Regions from separate parts of the Siniperca chuatsi genome. Here region 1 is linked to region 2. The links are chromatin contacts, called in public Hi-C maps. All regions are on one chromosome and are shown on one strand. The core of a region is the stretch at or near the end of the contact, and the rest is flanking DNA. Distances in the headings are between cores, read along the strand shown.

Region 1 (5,027 bases), core at 795-3,294, 55 kb after region 2:
AGTTACTGGTCCTGGCCAAGAAATTGCTCGCCACATAACCCCCACTTCTGTTTTGGTACAAATTATACAAACGAGATATAGTATAACGTGTTAATATGTGAGCTGTTGTTACCTGTGGACAGCACAAGGCTGGCTGTTTCCTCATTTCCAGTCTTTATGCTAAGCTAAGCAGCTGCTGGCTGTAGCTTCATATTTACCGTGCAGATAAAAGAGTGGTGTCAATCTTCTCATCTAGTGCTTAGCAAAAAAAAATAAAAAATCAATCAAATCAAATTAACATATTTCCCAAAACTATTCGTTTAAAGTAAATATCTATTTATGCACATGATACAGGTACTTTTGGTTCATATCAAGTAATTCGCACTCTAATATTCAAAAGTTAAAAGGAATCATTCACTGTATTCACTTTTTTCCCCTCTAGAAACGCCCATTGCCCTCGGACCCATCCAACTGTCAGACCCCCAAAAAACAAAGACTATTAGACCAGTGTTTGCCTCTGCAGTCGCCCTCTTATGGAGATTACAGCACCAATGGGGCTCGTAGCTCCTCTAGTCATAGAAATTCTAGTGTACAGATCAAACTGGAGTTCGACAAAACCAACAATCATCTCCAGGGGAGCCCAAATCGTCTGTACTCGCCGCACAAACTCAGCAGTTCAACTACTATTCCTAAACTGGAGAGGACAGAGCCAGCTCCTTCTGCACCTAGCCCTAAGCCCCCACACACTGACACCTCCATCTGCACTGACCAACAGTTCACCAATGGCCAGCATAAAAAGAAGAGGTCCAAAAAGCATAAAGACAAGGAACGAGAGCGCTTAAAACCAGACTGGATTGAGACCAGTCCAGAACTGAAGCAGAACCAAGATAATCTCAAAGGTAAATGTCCATAAAAGGTTATGTCACACTTTGTGTATCCTATTGTGCTGTCATAAATCTGTTTTAGATTATTTGTTCGGGCCAAGACATTATCAGCTTTCATTTAGCTAAAAGGAAAAAATCCTGAGTTGCTGCTGGAAGCCCACAAGGAGCAATTCATCTTTTTTCATTTGAGAGAGCAGTGAGTGTTGTTAGGACTGCTTTCTCCGCCTTCCAGTCGTCACTCCCCCCTCTAGTCTGTTGATGATTGACTGTGAAACAGCTGGGTGACCTACGGTCGAGCGAGTCAGCAGGCAGCATTGCCTCCCACTCTGCCCTCTGCTGCTGACGTCACTGTTTTCCTTGTATAAGATCGCTTATCTGAGACCGTGATATATGATTCCACCAGCCTTGATATGATAGGCACATTATCGCATTTGCATTGGCAGATTGTTTTAACCTTTTTTTCAATGTGTGTGTGTGTGTGTGTGTGTGTGTGTGTGTGTGTGTGTGTTTTTCCTATCTACAGACCATGAGGGAGAGAAAACACCTGTCAATCGAACCTCAGCAGAGGAACTGCCGGACTATTTAATGTAAGATAAATACACACTGTGTCCCTGACTGTGCTATATGTTATAATCCCACATTCAGAAGGGATTTATGATTCAGGAATGAAACCAAAATAATTGTCACAACTTCAGAGGGGCCACATAAGTCCACATCTGTCACTGAGGGGTTTAGGTTTCGGAGTCTAACCCACTGTTGAGAAAAGAAACCAACTCGTCCCAAAAGGGTTGGGTTCAGCTTCACAACATTGACATAAATAGAAGGAAGTAAAACACATGTCTAAATGAGCTGTCACAAAGCTTCACCAAGAATAACTTTGCAAACAAATGATCTTATGTCTTACATTTATTTATACATCTGGTCAACACATCATGCTGTTAAATCAGTGACGTGTCAGGCCTCTCACTCCGTTCTGCAGTGCCATCTCCTGGAAAGATTGGGAAATGACTTGGCTTCAAGAGATCACTTCTGCTTTTAAACAGCAGATTTCAATAAGTTAATGTTTTCCTTTTTTTCAGAAAATACAGCACCATAACAGCACTGGAGCAGCGGCAACAGTATAAGGACGACTTCTGTGCCGAGTATGATGAATACAGAGCTCTTCATGACCGGATTGGGGCTATCACAGACATGTTTGTTCAGTTGGGCTCAAAGATCAATACTCTCTCCCCTGGAACACAAGAGTACAAGGTACTGTCTAGATCAGGAGCCTTTAACTGCTCTGTTTGTAATGAAACACCAAACAGTGAACAGATCAGATACACTGCAGACTAACACTTTCTTTTGTAATCTTTTCAGCTCATGGAGGACCAAATACTACAAAAATACCGAAAGTACAAGAAAGTAAGAATTATTTAAAGTGTATCTCATTTCATGTAGTACTATGCACTAGGCCTCATTTAAGAACAACTCATATGAACATATTGATTCTTAAGTGGCATATATAAGGGATTTAAGAGAACTTAAGTGATCCAGGCCTGTCGTACAAGTCATATACAGAGTACCCTTCTCCACAGGGGTAAACACCTTATTTGACTTAAAGTATAATGCCTTAATCTGAATGAATTTGGTAATTAAATATGTTCCTGAAATCAACAAAAATAACCCTTTAAAATAAAATATTAATACTATTCACCTGGTCAGTGTGATGTGCATCATGGCTCTCCAAATCATTGAGAGGTTGGACAACTGTTCCTTTTTGATTTTATTGGCATGAGTATTTTGGCACAACAATTCATACAGTTCAGTTCTTGCTTGGAAAAATCTGCCTCAGTCAAGGTTTTTGTGCAGGTTGCTGTCCAGGGGAACATCCTCCGTTAAAGCACCTGGCAGTTTAATATCACCCGCAATCCAATTTATTATCATCTATCATGTCCCGTCCCCTGGACGACCTCATATGTTAGTCATGGACTGTTTTGCTTTAGCAAGACATTTGGCATCTAACTTCATGTCAACCCATTCCTTTTTTATTCCTGACGTGGCTTTGATAGCTGTAGTAATATTGTATAATCCCCTAATATCACTAGCCTACTGACACAACTAAAGTTGTTTTTGTCACATTTTTATTAGTGAAATCTGCTCACAAATGGATTGGAAAAATCTGCCTCATATGCAGGGGCTATTATGATAATGGCCAAAATCTCACAAATGAGCAGCCACTTATCTACAGGTGTCATTCTTCAGGTCGAAACAAGCAATTTCTAACATGTTTGTGCAGTTAAGAGTGTTTGCTGAATCCGATTTTATACACTCAAGTAAACCTCCTGTAAAAAACAAAGAGAGGTTTATGATATGAATACGGAAATGTTCTTACATGAGGCCCATCATGCTAGATTTTGATATGCGTTACTGAAAACTCACTGGTGCCCCTTGTTTTTCTTTACAGAAGTTTCCTGGGTATCGGGAAGAGAAGAAGCGATGCGAGTACCTCCATCAGAAACTGTCGCATATCAAAGTCCTGATCACAGATTATGACCAAGCACAGGAACTCTCCTAGTAACTGGCCTCTGCCCTCAGCAGGGTGTAATATGACTGGACCAAAAGACTCCTTATGGACGCAAAGACTTCCCAGCTTGGTCCTGGAGTCGCTGAGACACTATTCACTTTACTCCTCCGAGTGTTAACGGAATCGAGGAGCGAGGTTCTTTTTTCAAAAGTGGGCTGCGACCACCGACTCGTGATCAAATGTTGCCCTTTAACATTATGGTTTTCAACTATGATTATCGCTGTAATGGCGGGATTTTGTTCTGCTGTAAAATGGTCAGATGACACAGTGAAAGCCAAATCCATTTTTTCTGAAATGCAAAACATATGTGATCCTTTCCATCTTAAATGCATTTTTTATGCTGTCCTTTATCTCGTCAGACGTCAAAAGCGTTGATTTATAAAAAGTATTAAATTGATGGTACAATCAATCTTAGGGGAAAAAGTGCTACTAAAGTCTTTATATTTAACATATAGAGGAATTTGTTTATTTGTTTATTTGCTGATAGAAAGTCATTAGTTTCATTAGTTAGCATTCATTAGTTATAGTGATAAGATCACATGACGACAATAATATGGTCATGCCATGAACAGTGTAACAAAATGTATCATCCATACAAAACCTATATTTCTGCAGGACTAACACCCTGCAAAGGTTTAACTCAATGAAATGATCCCAAAATGAAGTTTAACGCATAATATGCAGAGCTGTTTCACAATGTGCTACAGAATCTGTGGTCAGGACCAGTTTCTTTAGGCTTTGATCATAAGGAATTTCACCCCGTAGCTTTCTGCCAACTTCCTGTTTCATTTCTAAGAAATGTGTGCCACAAAATCATTCCTCCCAGTATCATAATGCTGGTTTCAAGATAGTGCATGTACACATTTAGTGTCAGTTTCACCCACATGTAGCCTACCATGAACTGCCTTTTCATTATCAACTAACAAATCTCCCAAGTCTTTTGGTTAGTTTGCTGATACACAGTACAGTGATCTGTAGATGAATGAATACAAGTTGCTCTTTGAAACATACATTTTCACTTTAAAAGCTTACAGGCTATTTATCTTTGTAATCAAGCTTGTCCGAACATTTTGATTTACTATGATTTTGCTTTGGTTCAATGAAGTCTTGATGATGTTTAATATGGGATTTTATTGAATAACAATAATTCACTTCAGTGAGTGTTACATTTTGATGTTATTCTGCTGGATGTGATAGAGATGCCTTTAACAAATTGGACTGGGTAAATTTTAGCCCCATGTGTAAAGCGTGGGAAGGATGGCACTGTGGGTCGGTCACTCAGTTCAAACTACTTTCTGGAATTATTTGTACAAAGGCAGGTACATCTGAATAACCACAAGCTGTAATTTTATTTCATCTTAATTAGCTGTGGCCTGAAATAGGAAATAGTGATCAGATTTCAGTGTTATTTGGACATTTGCATCAGTGTAGCTGTACTCAAAACTGTTGTCTTAATAATGGTTAAAAATGGGGGGATGAAGCTAATATTTGCCTTAACATATTTGTTCAGACATTTCCAAGATTACAGTATCCCTGTTCTGAAATGTTTGTGGTTTAACCTGCACAGTTCAAAGCGTTCTCAGACTATTTCTGTACAT
Region 2 (5,266 bases), core at 2,510-5,009:
CATTTTCATGCACAATGAGTGCACGGGCAGAGTGCGCCAGGTAGACAGGTAGGCCGGCAACAGCCACAGATACTGGATTTATTTTTTTTTTTTTTTCTCAGAGCATTTGATTTATTGATTGCTGTCGGGACGTAAAGAGAATTTCTACAAAAATGCTTCTGAAATAAATTACCGACGCTAGCTTTAAGATGTCAAGGCTACATATGACTGTTATATATTGACTATTTTATAATGTGTATTTCTCACTACATGTTAACATATGGTTATTAAAATGCTATATAAACAAGAGTTATATATAAAATCTTGACATCTGAAAAATCAAATTGACCAAAAAAAATCTTAACTCCACTTACTAGGTTTTTCTGGAGCTTTCAACCACATCTCACAGTTTATCAATGGACGGAGATTGCTCAGTTGTGATCATGTGAACTAAATATGGAACTTTGGTCCTATGATAGCAGGTGGTTGTATAATGGCAAAGACTGTGTGATGTGATCGAAGTGGGCCTTAAGTTTAGGCAAACTACGTATTTCAAAGGTCAAGAATAAACAATCACGCTCAACTATATAAATGCTGACGGCTTACTGTTTTCTTTAAAATAAATACCACAAACTAAAATCATATCCACATAAAATTGGGTAACCTTGTTATCTTTTGTTCCATTTATGAAGCCTTTAGAAGCCGACATAGCAGAAACTGAGGAACCTGCTCCGATGTGCCGTCTGGTTTTAGCTGGAGACGCAGGAGCCGGAAAGTCCAGCTTCCTGCTGAGACTAACGCTCAACGAGTTTAGAGGAGACATTCAGACGACGCTGGGTGGGTGCCACAGCAAACGCGTTACATTTAATCAAACACTGACGCATTCTTGATCTCAGACAATTAAATCTGCTTTTTGGTTCGCAGGAGTTGATTTCCAAATAAAGAGGATGCTAGTGGATGGAGAGAAGACGAGCCTGCAGATATGGGACACAGCTGGACAGGAGAGGTGCTGCACTGACTTTCATAGTGTAGCAACAGGAAAAACATGGTGTTATCAATTAAAACTGTATCAACAACATGTTCTTTTTATAATGACTCCAGAATGGAAAATACACTAGACTAAAAATCGTGTTGTATTTCTTTTCACTGTAGGTTTCGTAGTATTGCCAGGTCCTATTTCCGTAAAGCTCATGGAGTCCTGCTCCTCTACGATGTTACATCAGAAAGCAGCTTCCTTAACGTCAGAGCATGGATTGATCAGATTCAGGTTATTCTGGAAATGCTGATTGACAAATGTTGAATGAATGACAAAGAATGACCCCGCCAAAAAGCTGCAATATATTTTATAACGCCCTTTGTTTTTATACAGGATTCAACGGAAGAGAAAATCCCCATGTGTGTTATTGGAAACAAAGTGGACCTCCGCGAGCAGCTTCCACAGGGAAGCTGTGTGAGCAGTTTGCACGGAGAGAAGTTGGCCAAGGTGTGTAATTTTTCATTCCACCTGAAGGAAAAATGTTAGTACATACGCCCGGCCTCCCACGTGTCTAAATAAACTGACTGCAGTCAGGTATGTCGTTGCTTTGCTTGCAGGCATACGACGCCTTGTTCTGTGAAACGAGTGCCAAAGAGGGAACCAACGTCGTCGAGGCTGTGCTTCATCTAGCGAGGTAGGAGGACAGAGAGGGAGCTTGAGTTTGAAGTGTTTTTCCTTCACAAACCATGGCAACACTTAGACTTATTTTCCCCTTTCCACAGAGAAGTAAAGAAAAATGTCAAACTGAGGCGGCAGTCAGGTTCTCAGGTCAGACTGAGTTCATCCAACCCAAAGAAGACTCTTAACGCCTGCTGTGGACTGTAGGTGACTGATGTCAGTAGATACGATGGAGCAATGAAGGACACCAAGTGATTTTTATTTTGTGATGAAGAACAAAATTTTTCATGCAAGAACATTTTCTTACATATTTTAACCTTTTGAAATATTGAACTCTCAAGCCTTAAATATATTTTTGTAATTGTTAATTCTCTGATCAAAATGATGATTTTTATTGTTGGAAAATTGCACAAATATAAATGCAGGTAATGTAATCATGTATATATTTTTCTTAGATTTTGTATTTATTTGGTAGTAAAGTAAATAAATAAGGATTGATGCCTCAATAGAGATTAAATAATTAAATAGAAGTTGGAAATAGTTTTGCCAGACAGAAAAAAAAAATCTTTTTTTTTATACTTTTTGAGAACAAACTTCTGACAAAGTAAATTTTTTTGAAACATTTTTATTAAGCATCAGTGTAAGCAATATTACATTTCACTTTCAGCACCTTCAATTATTGGAGCACTGATCAAATATTTCTCATGCTGAAAGTGTTATTTGTTTACTAACGTTTTGTAGTTTGGTTACAGTCTTAACAAAACTTCCAGGACACTATTTTTTTTTTTTCTTTTTTTTTTTTTTTTTGGATATCTGTGATACCATAATATTTTCCAGGACCCTTTTTTATGACAAACATAAATTGTAATCCCTTTTCCAAATAAAACAGACATAACTGGAAAGATGACTGTTAGAAACTTCTGTCTTATCGATCAGCAGAAATCTCTTTCTCATAAATACTGTACATCTTTCAGTGAGACATTTTTCTACCATGTGAAACTCATTCTCATGTCTTTACAGTAGAAAACTCTTTTCAACTGAACTTGACTAAAGAGGACTGGAGACCAAACTCTGCACCTGCACATGATGATGATTTCAGTTTCTTGCAGTCAGAATCATTGACGTCACTAAGCTGCCCAAGGCTACAACCAGAGCTCCGAGTATAATCTTCCAGGAAAGTCCCTAAAACACAACAACAAAGACAGTCAAAATCCAGTCTGTTATCAGAACAAAACCTATTGGAGATATATCTGTTATGGCTTACAAACTGTTTCTTCTTAGAAGGAATCAGAAAAGGTGCGATATTGTCTCCAAGCATGTCCGCTGGTTTAGCTTTCCAATCCTGAGCATCTTTTCCTCCTGATTGCCTTTTGACGAGTTTAGATAACTCAATGTGGATTGCCTAAAGAGAAGTGAGGGGGGGGGGGGAAACTTCTTAACACATCCTAATATTAGAAAGGAGACATGAAACCTTTTATCTTGAGAATTTGAAGTTGCAGTTTTAGAAGTGTCCAGCAGGTGAGAGCAGAGGTCTGAAACAAGAAGCCTTACAATGTAATGACTAAGGCCAAAAGTGTAAGAAGCCAACAAATCATAAATTTTTAATTTTGCTTTTAAAATGCACTTTAAACTTTATCCCAAATGTCCATGCAAAGGACTTATTATCATATTTTGTAACTTCCATTAGATTCATTCCATTAGAGGTTGTAACTTATAAAATGTATTAAAATAATAGAAGATAATACATAAATTCTTGTTTGTGCTTCAAGTGTTTTATGTGTCCATCTACAGACTGCAGTACAATAACTTTCTCACAGAGCAGCTAAATCAGTTTTCTCCACAGTATTTAATCCAGCATTGAGACAAGGGTGTAATTACCAAAGCAGCAGATATTTTCGTTTTGTCTAGACAAGACCAGACATATTTGTGATGGTGGCAGTGTGCCCTATAGGTCAGGTCACTGTAATACTGGCAACAGTGGGTTTTAAACAGCAGATGGAAATTTACTCCTCACACTTAATAGACTCTTCCGAATCAAACTCCACCTGCAGTGAGCGAAACCAGTAAACTAAAATAATGTTCATAAAGTGGGATTATTGTTCCTTCTTGTTGAGATGAACAGTACACCAGAGTTGTTATCTTTAATTATACAGTGTGGAGTCCATATTGTAGCTGCGAGGGTGACTCTGGCTCTTTCTTACCTTCACTTTACTACTTTTGGCGCGCTGGGCTTCAGAGCGACAATATTTAGCTCATATGTGTTGTTTTTTTTACCAAGTTTGCCGGACAATTCTGAGCAGTGTGGTCACATCTGTAGACTGCCAAATGTGCAGTTTGCCAGACCCTCTGTGGAGGATTTGGCAGATTAGACAAACCACACAAACAAGACAGAACAGGCCTTCAACACAAGTAGCTCACTGGGATCCAAGGCATCTCTGTTCTTCAGGCTAATGTGTGAACAGCTTTCTTTTTATATTCTCTAAACTTTCATACTGAACACGAAGGGGGTTTTCTTCACGATTACGTGGTGTTAACAGTTTCCCAAAAATGTTTTTCTGGTAACTGCAAAGATGCAATAAAAACAAGCAGCTGTAAGATATAAGCGTGTGGATGAAGATGAGAGGAACTGTGAACATTGTGAACTTAGTGAGGTGGAAAATGAAATTCATTGTGTCCCTTGCATCATGATTTGCAACAAATGTTGTTTGAAAAAGTTCAAGTTCCAGATTCAGATTTGATCAAATGATTTTTCAACAATGTTTTTGCATTTTCTGAATATATTTATATGAATTATAGACTGTATATTTTTCCTCATGAACTGAATCAGACATACATTGTGTTAACTGACATAAATTGGTGCATAAATGACTATTTAGTTTGGGTTGTGTTTGTTTATATATTTTTAGCCGTACTAGCATCGTGGCTTTAAGGATGGAAATGACGGTCAACGGGTCTGCCCGTCCACCACTTTTGTCCAGACTGAAATATCTCAACCGCGATTGGATGGATTGCCATGAAGTTTTGTACAGACATTCATGGTCCTCAGAGGACTTTTCCTCTAGCGCCACCATGAGGTTGACATTTGTGTTCTTAAGTGAAATGTCTCAACTATTGGATGGATTGCTATGAAATTTCTTGTCCTCACCCACAAATCTCTTAATGGTCAGGCACCATCGTATCTTACAGAGCTCCTAGTACCTTATTACCCATCTAGAACACTGCGCTCCCAGGATGCAGAGTTACTTGTGGTTCCTAGAGTCTCCAAAAGTAGAACGGGAGCCAGAGCCTTCAGTTATCAAGCTCCTCTCCTGTGGAAACAGGTCCCAGTTTGGGTTCGGGAGGCAGACACCATCTCCACATTTAAGAGTCGGCTTAAGACTTTCCTCTTTGATAAAGCTTATAGTTAGGGCTGGCTTGGGTGAGTCCTGAACCATCCCTTAGTTATGCTGCTATAGGCCTAGACTGCCGGGACTTCCCATGATGCACATTTTTATCCCATTACTGCATGTTACTAACTCCACATCTTCCCTCTCCTGTAGTGTTACCACTACCATTACATTATTATTTAAAAATTATATGTGGAATTTGCATTGTGCTTCTGTATACTCTTACCTGCCCCCCTCTTCTATCTCT

Evidence for each region. A called contact is a pair of places that touch in the nucleus more often than the background predicts.
Region 1: a Hi-C map of liver shows a contact between it and region 2, with 3 times the contacts expected there. The contact joins two enhancer-like sites. A contact is called at or near these places in 2 of 3 Hi-C or Micro-C datasets (liver and skeletal muscle).

What each region holds. Positions count from the first base shown.
Region 1 is chrLG4:12,605,112-12,610,138 of ASM2008510v1, forward strand. It overlaps LOC122874374 (RNA polymerase II elongation factor ELL), which reads left to right. Exons shown (of 12, transcript XM_044192117.1): 8 at 422-878; 9 at 1,387-1,450; 10 at 1,943-2,114; 11 at 2,223-2,267; 12 at 3,310-5,027. The coding sequence ends at 3,420. Among protein-coding and RNA genes, the nearest start is that of LOC122874377, 9.8 kb to the right of the region's middle. Within about 2 kb of position 2,045, the one cell type or tissue checked has an H3K27ac peak away from gene starts, as active enhancers do. A contact at or near this core is called in liver, where this site is marked.
Region 2 is chrLG4:12,548,747-12,554,012 of ASM2008510v1, forward strand. It overlaps zgc:162879 (ras and EF-hand domain-containing protein), which reads left to right. Exons shown (of 17, transcript XM_044192115.1): 12 at 672-816; 13 at 904-985; 14 at 1,132-1,246; 15 at 1,349-1,462; 16 at 1,573-1,649; 17 at 1,738-2,535. The coding sequence ends at 1,840. It overlaps fkbp16 (FKBP prolyl isomerase 16), which reads right to left. Exons shown (of 8, transcript XM_044192118.1): 8 at 2,380-3,035. The coding sequence ends at 2,667. Among protein-coding and RNA genes, the nearest start is that of zgc:162879, 13 kb to the left of the region's middle. Within about 2 kb of position 3,760, the one cell type or tissue checked has an H3K27ac peak away from gene starts, as active enhancers do. A contact at or near this core is called in liver, where this site is marked.